2 separate regions of the Mus musculus genome follow, and region 1 is linked to region 2. Evidence: chromatin contacts called from public targeted proximity ligation data. All regions are on one chromosome and are shown on one strand. The core of a region is the stretch at or near the end of the contact, and the rest is flanking DNA. Distances in the headings are between cores, read along the strand shown.

Region 1 (6,314 bases), core at 3,513-6,012, 190 kb before region 2:
TTCCAGGTTCCCCACTGTGGTCACTGAAAGCTCCTCAGGTGGAAGAAGGGCAGCAGCCTGGGCCCACCAACCCTCTGTGATCAGAGTCCTAACATACCAGGCAAAGCCAAGGGCATCGCTGTCCTTTCACAAGCCCGGCAACACATGTTCAGCAAGCCCCTAGGCAAGGCTGTTTCAATGTCTCCTCTCCAATAAACCCTAGTAACGTGAAATTCACCACCATATTTTTTTTTGAGGCAAGTCTTGCTAGTAGTCTAGGTTGGCCTCCAACCCCCTATGTAGCTGAGGCTGACCTTGAATTCCTCCTGCCTCCAGCTCACAAGTTCTGGGATTCCAGGAGTGCATCAGACCTGATTCATGTCAACCAGTTTAAAGCGTATAGCCTCCCTGCAGGTTCAATATGCCACTCATGGTGATGCGCTATAATCTCAGCTGTTGGGAAGCTGGGGCAGGAAGATTTTCATGAGTATGAGGCAAATCTGGGCTGCATGGCAAGTTTCAAGTCAACAAAATCCATAGCACAAGATACTGCTGCTGCTGGTGGTGGTGGTGGTGGTGGCCAGGAAGACGGTTCAACCAAAAGACTGCTTGCCACATAAGTATGGAGACCTGAGTTCAATCCCTGAGCCCCAGTTAAAAGTGTAATAGCACGAGTTTAGCACTTGGAAGATGGAGACAGGCAGATCCCAGAGCCACTGACCAGCCTAACAGCCCAGTCTAACTGACGTGTTCCAGGCCTGGGAGAGACTGAGCCTCCGAAAATAAGGTGGATGGCTCCTGGGAGACTAAATACACACAAAGTTGACCCTGGCCTCTACACAAATGCACGCATGCACGCATACACGCATACACACCTTACAGTAATTACAATACCTTACAATGTACACCATACAGGAAGTATGAGATGCTGTGGTTGACAGTTCATTCTCAGGGCTAAGTAGTCATTGCTACTTCCCAGTTCCAAAATACCTTCACAACTACAGAGACTCTGCAGCCAAGTGTGGTGGAACACCCCTGGAATGCCAGCACTCAAGTGCCCAGCAAGATGGCTTAGCAGGTAAAGGGGCTTACTGCACAACCTGAAGACCTGAGTTCAATCCCTGGGACCTACATGGTGGAGGAAGAAAACCAACTCCTGGGAGTTTAATCAATTAATCAATCAATCGATCGATCAATTAATCAAGTAATCAACTGGTGATTGAATAAATAAATTTAACTAAAGATTTCAGGGGAATTTTTCTTTTAATCCCAACACTCAGGCAGCCGAGACAAAAGAACTGTTGTCAGTCTAAGGCCTGTCTCGGGTATACAGCAATACTCTGTCTCCAGATTTAAAACTTGGAAGTCTTGGAGCTGCAGCCCAGGGGCAAAGTGCTGGGCAAACATGTGTGAGGCCCTGGGGACCTCCTGTCAGCACACAGAGCAGCCACAAGCATTCACCTCTTCCTCTGGCCCCCATCTGTGGTTCCCTGTCTGGGATTTTAAAAGGATGTCGCATGGAACCATTGTGATGTCTTTTCCCATACATGCATGTCTTCAAAGATCTCACTTGTAGCAAGCCAGTGCTTCACTTCCTTTTATTAGCCAAATCGTATTCCACTGTAGGAACATGCCATGTTTTATCTAGTCCTCGGCTAAGGGACATTTAGATCACTGTGAGCCCGAGCTGGAGACAGTGTTGATCATTGCAGGAATAAGGGAGGCGGATGCTATGAGATGCCGGGGTCCAAGAGCACTGTGGCACCCCGAGAGGGACCAGGAAGCCTAGAGCTTAAACCAGGCAGGGAAGTGGGCTATGGCAACAAGGGCAGGATAACAGAATCCAGCCCACACCTGGGGCACCTGGCAGAATGTTGGCAGTGTGTGGCCACTGAAGAGGTGCAAGGTAAAGGGGAGAGGAGGGGAGAAGGGCAGACCTGATGGGCCACTGGGCAATGGTCAGGACCTCAGGAGAGCTCAGATCACTCCCCTGAGGACAGGAAATGTTTGTCTAAGCATTTGAAAAGCTGCAACACACTCTGACAAGGGAGGGAGGGAGGGGGAGAGGGATACAGGGAGAGAGGGGGAGAGAGAGAGAGAGAGAGAGAGAGAGAGAGAGAGAGAGAGCGCAAGCGAGCTAGAGAGAGCACCCTGGGGCTGTTTACTGAGCTTATTTGGACAGAGCCAGTAGCAGGCTCCTGGGAGATCTGGGCAGCTGAGTGTCTCTCTCTGAAGGACCCTAAACACTGGGAAAGAAGGGGAAGAAAAAAGACTTGGCCAGTTCCCACCATCCTACAGGATGGGATAGTCACTGTCTATTTACATTGGCCTTCTTTAAGTTCACCCAACTGTGTAGTGGGGTAGACATCCCCAGGACTGGCTTACTGTGTGACTGTCATATACACAGGACAATGAGGGACGTGTCATTGTTAATAGAAGAGTAGAGGATAGGTGTCCACAGGAGGGCCCAGCAACAAAGGGCCACTGTGGAATAAGTGGGCATCATCTATAATAAAAGCCAGCTAGGCCAGCTCTCAGAAATCAGAGTCACCATGGGCACCAACAGATCTCTGGTCTTCATCCAGGCCTGTCCCAGAGTCCAACACAAGAGAGGACACAGACAGTCCCTACAACCCCAGGCAGAGGGCAGCTCTGGAAGGGGGTCTAGTGAGATGCTGAGCCACTCGCCTGAGGGCCAGGCCTCCTGGAACAGCCCCAGCTGGGTATCCTAGGTCGTTCATCTTCCCCCATCACACCTCAGGGAGACCATGGCCTCCTCCAGATGCTCTCGCACCCAGAGGATCGCCCCAGAACCAGTAACTGTTCTCTAAGCCTCCTCTGCACCTGCCTCCCCAGCTGCGTCTGCAAACCACTGAGCTCAGTGCAGCGCTGCCCCCAGGCCTTTGCACGGCCTAGCTGCTCAATGGACGTCTCTGCCTCCCCACGTCTCCTCGTCACTCGAACCTCAGGTCAGTGACTTCTGGGCTAACAGCTGTCCATCAGCACTGTCTGACCTGGAATCTGTCCTCTTCCCACTGAGGGGATGCCCTTGTCTATGGATTCTGAACACTGCACCCAGTAGGTATTTCAATGGGTATGCAAATACAGGGGGTGTGCAGTGGGATAAGACCAAGGTGGGGACTACATACCCAGGACACCAGGCCTGGCCAGGACCACGTGGCCAGTGAAATGAAGGACAGCTGGCAGGCTTGTCCCTTCCCACCAAGCCTCCCAACCTCAGAGCCTGGACCAAAGATAGAGATGATCAAAAGTCACCACTTGGGATGCCCCTCCCCCAAGAGAAGGAAGGTTCTCAGGGGATCCCCCCCACCCCCGCAGCCCACCTCAAGGAAGATAGCACATGCCAAGAAAGAACCAGGATTACTTCTGTCTGGGAACATAAACCAAGGAAACCGAGTGGCCAGGAGCGAGCTATCCAGGGTCTGCATGCAGCTGGGGGGCCGAGGGTACCAACACAAGCCTGCAATCCCAGACTTGGGCAGCAGCAGAGACCATACAGGTCTCTCAGGCACTCAACTCAACCTTCCCTAACTGCTGTAGACCTGTTCTTCCCCACATGGGCTTTATGCACCAGCTGGGGCAGCCTATGGCTCTTGCTAGCTCCTAAAGCTTAGAGAAGAGGGTTCCTGGTTTTCCTCGTATTGCTCGGTGACTCTCTAGTCTAGCCAGTGGTCAGTGGGGGTTGGTGGGGGATGAACACTAACCAGTACTTCTGAACACAGCATGCTCCTACACGGTAAAGGGCAGGTGGGCTTCTTGTTCGTGTTTATCCTGGCTGCCTCCCTCTGGAGGCCCTCCAGGATCCTTAAGGATGTAGCCTCACCCTGGCAAAGACTTCCTGAATGATGTCTCTGGACTCTCTAGGGGACTCTCTGGTCACAGACCTGCTGAGCTGTTGGCCAGAAACCACGCACACACTCTCCAGATCACCCTAGCCTGCATGGCCTGATGGTCTCTATATCATCTCTGGAATCTTTGAGGACCAGGACCCATCCTTCTGCTCCCGTGCTCAGCGGGCTTATGTGCCGTATCCTGTGGATTCTCTGGGTGTTGCCTCCCAGCTGTGAACACAGGCCTAGGATCCCAAATTAGCCTGACTCTGTCCATCCAAATGCCCTCGTCTTGGCAGGCCAAGGGAAGAGCAGAGGGAAGATCCCCTGGTATCAGCGGGGTGTACTGGGCCTAGGAAAGCATCACAGCTAAGGTGTCCCTGCCCTAGCCAGGCCGGGACACGGTGCAGTCAGCCTTACCCTGGGCTCTGCACTCTCAGCTACAAGGTAGACACCTGGCCCACTGTGCTTGATGCTCCTTGGCTACACTTGGGGTTGGCTGTGGTTTAAATACTTTAGCCCATTCCACTGGGACTTCTGCACTATCTCAGATTCACTCGGTATCTCGTGGGAAGGCAAGATTATTGGGCTGAGCCAAGGCTGACCCCACTCTGAAGGTCTGGCCTCACAGAGACAGCCAATCATCTCCTGACCCTGGCACAGCCTCTGAGGTGGGGGGAGTCTCAGCCCAGGGCTGTGTGAAGCTGGATCGCAGGACGGCATGTCCTCGGTGTACACAGCAAATGCTCTGGACCTACCAGTGGTCCTCCTGGGACAATCAATGGCCACCACTGTGCCAAGGGACAGCCTCTGTTCCGACCCAGACTGGGTTCTCATGTTCACTTCCTCCAGCACAGGACAGAGGCTTGGAAGGATGCTTGTCTGGGAAACCCCAGCACATCTAGGGGTTTGCACTCAGGGTCGTATCGTAAGCTACAGTCTCCAGAAACCGGAAGTCTCCAGAAACAGGGGGGAGGGGAGACACTGAGAATGAGGAGGCTATACCTTGACCTACCCATAGCTGGCTGAGACAGGGCTGTGTGACCCCCAGGGCCCACCCAACTCCCCAAGGCAGACGAAAAGCCAGGACAGACACAAGGCTGCCAAGAACCCAGGCCACAGGTCCCACAGGGTTCGAGGTCCCTCCTGGGGCAGGGCAGGCCCAGCTGGCAGTGTCCGTGGGAACAGTCCCCAGGCCCTGTCAATCACACTTAGACCAGCCAATGGACAAATGCCTGGGGCAGTTGGATACGCTTGGCCTGTAAGGCAGAAGCCCAGGTTCCTAGGCCTAAACAGCCAGTCTAATGAGCTGATATGGAGGTCCGAGAGGACTTCTGAGGAACAAACGGACCAGAGGCCTGTGGAAGGGGAATAGAGGGGTCCGAAGGGCCCAGACCACTGGTACTATTTGTGCTCTGTGATCTCTCTACTTCTCTCTCCTCTGCCCCCACTCCCAGGGGCCCCTCCCTTCCCAAGGCCACATCTGCTTCCTGCACCTCTTCCGCTTCCTGCCCTGAGATCACTCCTCCCCCATGCAGCCTCCACCTGGTGGTCCGTGCAACGTGTGTCCCCTCCTGTTCCCAGGATCCCACACACATCACACAGACCACCCTGGGATGGAGCCCCAAGTGGCTTTGCCTGAGTCCTGTGATCAGCACTATTGGGCCTCCTCTGGGCGGGGGAGGGGTGGACAGACGGTCAGATGGCTCCTAGATGAAATGTCTCAACCCCACTCCAGCCACACACCCGGCTCCCAGCCCTGCCTGGCTCTGTTCTCCCAGCTCCCTGCCCCCTTGCTCCACTGGGGGACTCCACAGCACAGACCCCCAAGCCGCTGGCTGTCCTCACAGGCCTGAAGGGGCCCCTGGGGACGGCCCTTCCGGTGACTTCCTGCCAGGGAGGCTAAGCGAGGGTAAATAAGCCCTCCAGATGGCTTCCTGCACTGGCCAGTCGTGGGAACTACAGCTAGTAGGAGGAGACAAAGGGGTAGGGGGGAGCAGGAGGGCCTGCCTCGCAGTAGCTGAGGACTCCCGAAGTCCCTAAACAGAGACTTCACACCTTCTGACAGGGGAGGAAACTGAGGTCCTCGCAGTCAAACGGCAGCAGACAAATGTCAGCCGTCAGCGTGGTGCAGTCCTATGAGCTAATCATCGCCTCTCTGTCACTGAGGGAACTGGGTGCCACAGCTGTTCTGGGTTCCTCCCACACACACCTGGGGGTGCCTTCTCTGGCTCACCACAAACAAAAGGACCAAGAGAGCTGGCTCAGGCCACTCTGCAGAGGCATAACATCAGCCTGCCTTCCACTTGACACTTCCACCTGCAGGAGGCCAGCCCCAGACAGCAGCTTCCTGCCTGAGAACTGGCGAGGGGTGGAGGGCGGGGTTAAAGAGCAGCCACCCCCAGGTTACCTTGAGAATTAAAGAGGTACCCTGGACCAGTGCCTAACCACCAACCCCAAAGGGCTCAGCAAAGCCCTGCCCAG
Region 2 (6,370 bases), core at 2,257-4,756:
CAGCACGTAAATAGCAAATTAGTATATCTTTGCATTGCACTGTCTTAGAATATTTTACCTCAAAATTGCTTTTTAAGCTTGAGTCGCTGACTTAAATTTGAGTTGCTGATTTAAAGAAAACCATTAAGGGAATTTTGGCTTGGAATTAGGATGGAATTTCAGATAATTTCTGAAACTAACCATTCAGACAGCTACCATTTTTACGAAGTATTAATGTAAAGTGGGATTCTAAGCATTGATAATTACAAAATCAAAATAAATAGCAACTTTGAAAAACCCTGAAGATGGGCTATGCCCTGCAGAATCAAATATTTGGTCAAGATTTTACAAGATTTTTTTTTCTTTTAAGACAATCTCACTCTGTAGCCCAGACAGACTTTAAACCCACTATGTAGTCTAGCCTGGCCTTGAACTCAACAGTTCTTCCTACCTCCAACTTCCAGGTGCCAAGATTGCAGACATGAGGCACAATGTCCACCTGTTTAACTTTTGGCCAGGTATGAGTGTGAATGCCTTTAATCCCACGACTTAAGAGGCGGCAGCAGGCTGATCTCTGTGAGTTTGAGGGCAACTTGGTCAGCCTGGTCAGTTCCAGGACAGCTAGAAGTATACAGCAAGACTCTGTATCAAAAACAGAGGTTGGGGGTGTTGGGGGAACTGAAGAGATGGCTCAGCAATTAAGAGCACTGGCTGCTCTTCCAGAGGTCCCAGGTTCAATTCCAACATGAGCAACCACATGGCAGCTCATAAATATCTGTAACTCCAATTCCAGGGGATTCAGTACCCTCACACAAACATACATGCAGGCAGAACACCAATGCACATAAATTAAGAATAAATAGAAATAAAATATTTAACTTTCTTTGTGAAAATAAATAAGTACATTCATCTCCTTATGTGGGATATTTGCTTTCATCTGTTTTTTTTTAAATAGATTTTTTTCTATTTTCTTTATTTTATATATGAATGCTCTGCTGCATATGCACCCACAGGCCAGAAGGAGGCATCAGATCCCTTTATAGATGGTTGTGAGCCACCACATGATGGCTCAGGACCTCTGGAAGAACAGTCAGTGCTCTTAACTGCTGAGCCACCTCTCCAGCCCCCTAAAATACAAATTTTTAAGACAGCTTCACACAGCCCAGGCTGTTCTCAAACCTGTTATGTAACCAAGTATTCTTGACCCTCTGACGCTCCCATCTCTCCTCTCTCATGCTAGGATTATAGTTGTAAGCCACCATGCCTAGTTTATTGTAGGTGCTGGAGTTGGACCCAGGGCTTCAAGCATACTAGACAGGCACTATATCCCAGTCCTGCTTCTCTCTTCAACCAATGTTAATATCATATTGTATACAACATAGTTAGAAATACACGTCCTTGTGATTTATTATCAGTCAGTGTTTGCTTTGCACTTATTTGCACTTCCTCTGATTTACCTAGGTCTCATGGGAATCTCTTGGGTGAAAACGGTTATGAGTACGAATTTAAGCAGCCATGCCTTAGGGAACAGTGACAAGGAAAAAAACAAAGCCTGTCCATGTTCAGTGTCCATGTTCAGTGAGGACACAGCTCGTTTTTATACCTTGAATCTTTAGGAGGTTGAATTACAGCTATTGACCTGCAGACCTGGGGGACACTGGTACCCAGGGATGCTGTGGGGCGCTCTTACCGAAGGTCAGTGCATCAAACAGACGGTGGATAATGACGGCGTCCTTCACGATCCCCGACTCCTGGACTCGCTTCACAAAGTCATTGAGTTGCATGTGCTTCTTGGGCAGTTCGAAGTTCTTCACGGCGTCATCTGCCTTGGGGGCCTCGCCGTGCTTATCAAAGACCTCTGTGATGAGCCGCCTGAGCTCAGGCGTCCGCTCGGCCTGGGCCCGCTCAGAGGCCGACATGGATTCCACCGTTCTCTTGACCAGATCAGCCGGGAAGATCCCTATGTCGGTCTTATACAGGTTCTGGAAATCCAAGAGGGCACTCAGCAGTTGTCCCTGCATCAGATGGAGAAGACCACGCAGGTAGAAGTACCTGGCTAGGAGCAGAGAGTCGCCAGGACCCAACAGCGCCATGGCCTTGCTCAGGAGAGTGACGAAGTCTGTATAGTATGCCTGAACACACTGGCTCTCCAGTGGGAAGTGGATATCAGGGATCTTGAACATATATGTTGACTTAGGGGTCACTTTGAGAACTAAAAAACAAACAAACAAACAAACAAGGGAAAATGCATGTAATTAGCATGGTCCTGGAAAAGGCAGAGGCACCCATAACACTGTTGAGGGCAGCTTTGTGTGTCTTGGACAAGAACCCATGTGTTGTGGATGGGCCTGGTGCTGCTCTTGTGAACCAATTCCCTAAGGAATAAAGGAGCCAATCACTGGGCGAGTAAGGACTTCCGAGTTAGACAGAGGAAGAGAGGAAACAGGAGAGAGTTAGGTGTTTTTGGTGGGCACAACATGAGGACAAGATGTAATTACGAGTGTCTCTGGGTTCCAATGGTGGATCTGTCAGGATTTGCCCCTGGAGGATTTAGATTTAATAAGGCTTCCAAGTTAGGATTTTAGTTGTTGTGCCTAGTGATTGAGTTACTGTTGTTTCAGAACTAAGTTTGTGTTGTGTCTTTCTTCACGGAGGTGGCTCGTCTGGGTTCAAGAGAGAAAGGTATGATGGCAAAACGTGGGTTTGCTTGATGTGTACCACAAAGGTCATGGGGGATTTGAAGCCTGGGGTTAGTGTGGTAGCAACCCACCAGGAGGAACTTAGCAAGCTGGGTGGAGATGTTCCAGGAGCTCCAGGCCAGAGAGTCTTCTTGAGATAAAAACAAGTCGACCATTGCCTGCTACTGCAGGGCCGGCCAGCCCACCAGTAAGAGAGTTGCTGGTGCATGCCAGCTCATTTTTTGTTATTATTATTTCCCGCAACACCTACATGCCCCTTCCAGGGCATTCCCAATACCCCAGAGGTAAAGAAGAGTCCATTTGTTCCCAGAGAGGCAGTAACTATTCTCCATGGGACAATTATGTTTTTAAAACTATGAATATTAAGTAAAAATGCTAGGACTGGGCCCTTGAAGATTAAGCTGATAACCAAAGCCAAGATATGCCTGCTAAGTAGGGCCTAGCCTTTAGAAGCATTTGTCACCTTAACAGTGGCCTGGGCAGTGGTAGCCCAGTACTCCCACTGCAAAGATTCGAAAGGTCAGGACTAAAGAGACCGGAGCTAAGTGCCACAGGCATTCTGAAGCCCCCTGGGGACTAAACACTGACCAAGAGTTGAAGTCCCTCTCCTCCTAAAAGCTTCCTTGGAACAGGGGACCAGAGGTAGCCACTGCATCCACACCCATGCGAGAGGTGGTCCTTTGGCTATGGAGGCTGGAGGAAGGTGGAGCCCACAATGGTCAGGGAGCTCAGATGAACACAGAAAAGGCAGGCAGACTGTGTCCCAGAGTGAGTGTGCACACACCTGCCAAGCCCAGAAAAGGAACTGGTCTGTCTGAGGTCAGACACCCAGGAAGTGGCTACCAAGGGGCTCACACCTCCTCCTACTGCTCTGAGCTTTGAGACTTTTTCATTTCCATACTGTCTTTTCAGACAGACAGCCCGAGCTAAGACCAGCAGCTGCAAGGCCATGCATGGCACCCAACAATCTTCCGTACCCAGTAAGGACTCTGTGGGACACACCGTAGACGCCTATGATGTCACACAGACCAGGAAGAGCCTTGAGAAGGTTTTGCAGAAATACAATAATAGCTTGTAACTATCTAACAGCAACCTTTAGGAAGGGACTGGTACCGACCAGGGGCATCCCATCACACATCTGTAAATACAGACATGTATTTTATCTATCACACACACAGTGGTGGGGGCAGAGACACAAAATAGTTTTTAAAAACCAGTTTTTTGGATTTTTTTCCCCTGTTTTTATGGAGGCACGAACTCAGCCTCACTATGACCACATTCACACAGGGTAGCTTGAAACCCAGACTGGTCCCGAACTCACAAGCACCAATGCTGCACCAGACCCCTGAGCTGCTAAGATAACAGGCATTTACCACCATGCCTGGCCAAAATAGTTTATATTCTTAAGAACATTCCCTCCCTCAGAAGCAGGCTATGATCTCTAAGCTGCAACACTGGGGGAATAGACGCAGGAGGGTAGCACCTCACCTGGACTGCTGCTTCTGCAGTTTGAGGTGTCCATTATCCGAAGCGATGAGTTCCTGGGAGGCAGCTCGGGCAGGGAGATGTCCTGCAGGTTGGGCATGCTGACCACCATGCGTCTGTGGGTGATGTGCAGGGGTGAGGCCTTCCTGGAGGCCATCTTCTCCACAGTAGGTCTCCTTGGACTTATCAGCATCCTGTCTATCCTAGGGAAAAGCAAGAGTTCACTTCATGGGCACGAAGATGTAAGTGTGAGCCTCTACTCCCTATCGCACCCAGAGCAATGAGCAGGGTGAGAGGCATGCACGGGTAAGAACCTGTCACTAAGTCCAGCCTCAAGTAGCTCAAGGGGAAAGGACAGAGGTTCTCAGCCCACAGTCCCAGAGATGGACAGGGCACGGTCGTGGGTGATGCACACGAGATATCAGGAAAACACAGGGGAAAAAAAATAGGCCTGTGAATGGGGAACATGGGAAGGAAATGAAGACGGACAGAGATCAGGGTGTGGCAGGATGCTCCGCCAGGCACACAGAGCCTGCCTGCACGCAATGGGGACACACAGAGGATGCACCTTTGGAGGTTCCTGGCGAACTGCTCAATAGCCCACTGAACTGATCATCTGTATGTCCAAATGAAATGGACGTATGAACCCTCAGTCCCCCAAAGAGGACCTCGAACAGAGCTAGGCACCTGTCCTCCTCAGACTGAGTGTCGAGGTCCATCCGAGCAAAGGCGTCCATCCTGCCGTTGAGCCGCGCCTTCAGAAAGGAGTGGAACATGTAGGTGTCCAAAACCTGCATGTGAGAAAGGCTGTCATGCTGCGCTCATGGTCCTCCGGCCTCCATCCAAAGCCAACAGCAGCCCCACTGAGGCATGGCCTCTCCCCCACCGGCTCCACTGGGCAGGAGTCTGTGCAAACAGGAAACTTCACAATGGATGCATTTTTATTTTTATTATTTTTAGTAATGTGTCTGTGAATATATGCAGGTGCCTACAGGGGCCAGGGGAGTCAGATCCCCCGATATCTGAGATTATGGGCTCAGGGTAGGTGCTAGAAACTGAATACAATCTTAGCCATTGAGCCATCATCTCTCTAGGCTTGCAATTGGTTCGTATGGACACAGAGATTCCTAACCTGCACCTAAAAAATCACGAAAGCTAAAAAAGCCCAGGTCGCCTGGCCACTAGGCCAGCTGTGCTTGTGCTATATGTGCCCCGCATCCCAGGGACCTCTGCACACTCTACAGCGCCCAGACTAGCTCTGTCTGCTTTGACAGGCTGCCTCAGGAACCACACAGCCCCAGGATCCTGACTCTACAGGGGACCCCCCTAGCACCGCAGCTGTAGTTGTTTCCACCCGGTTCTGTAGGTAAGCATTTGTCCACCGGCAAGCAAGCTCTCGGACTACAGGTTCCTCCCAACAAAGGCAGGAAGAGGAGGTAAAAGGTACCCAGATGCACAAGGTGGGGCTCCAGGAATACCCAAGCCAGGTATGCAAAGGCAGGAAGATGCAAAAGAGAAACAGGCCACACAAAGGTTGAAGGGAACAGTCTGAATAGCTAGAGAACCCAGCGCTGGTATGGAGAGCCCTGTTCCGGATGGTGGGTCCACAAACCGACCTGGGTTACTATAAGAAAGTAGAGGACACCAGGAGGGTCACAGGGCAGAAAAGGAGAAGAGAGGCATACGCAAGCACCATGAGGGAGTCATACCAGTTAACCCAAGTGGCTGGGCTGTACCCTGGAGGCAGGCAGCTCTTCCCACCTCAAATATGTCACAACAGACCCATGGGGTGGGGGGTGGGCACAGGGCTGCCTGCCAGATCAAAGACCCCTGTGCTCTGTACACTGGACAAACCAGTCACTAAGGGTTGGGCAGAAACAGAGGGCTCCCCCACAAACCTAGGCTAATGTCAGGAAGCTGCCAAGACACAGCTAAGGTCCGTCTCTGAGAGAAAGAAAGGACTGGTGCTCTCAGACTAGCAGGGCAATGGCAAGGAACCCTCCCAGGGCCACGTTCTCCTCACACACAGAGCAAAGGCTGCCTAGGCTGAAGTCAGGGAAAGGGTACCTGATGCCCTGACTGAGGACATGGTCACCCAGGAAGGCACATGTGCCACAGTCCATCAAACCACATGCTTAATACTGTGTCTCTTAATTAATGTACTATACTACAAAGCTAATTTAGAAATAAGGTAGCAATGGAATCAG

What was found.
Region 1: a contact with region 2 is called in a targeted proximity ligation map of memory CD8 T cells, with 12 read pairs. A contact is called at or near these places in 2 of 130 datasets of targeted methods (the 230-238 cell line and memory CD8 T cells) and 3 of 9 other capture datasets (adipose tissue, liver and pancreatic islet).

What each region holds. Positions count from the first base shown.
Region 1 is chr15:73,731,654-73,737,967 of GRCm38.p6, reverse strand. It overlaps a transcript of Ptp4a3 not described here. Among named protein-coding and RNA genes, the nearest start is that of Ptp4a3, 13 kb to the left of the region's middle.
Region 2 is chr15:73,542,942-73,549,311 of GRCm38.p6, reverse strand. Dennd3 (DENN/MADD domain containing 3) reads right to left here. Exons shown (of 23, transcript NM_001081066.1): 11 at 4,851-4,954; 12 at 4,167-4,366; 13 at 1,670-2,191. Among named protein-coding and RNA genes, the nearest start is that of Dennd3, 34 kb to the right of the region's middle.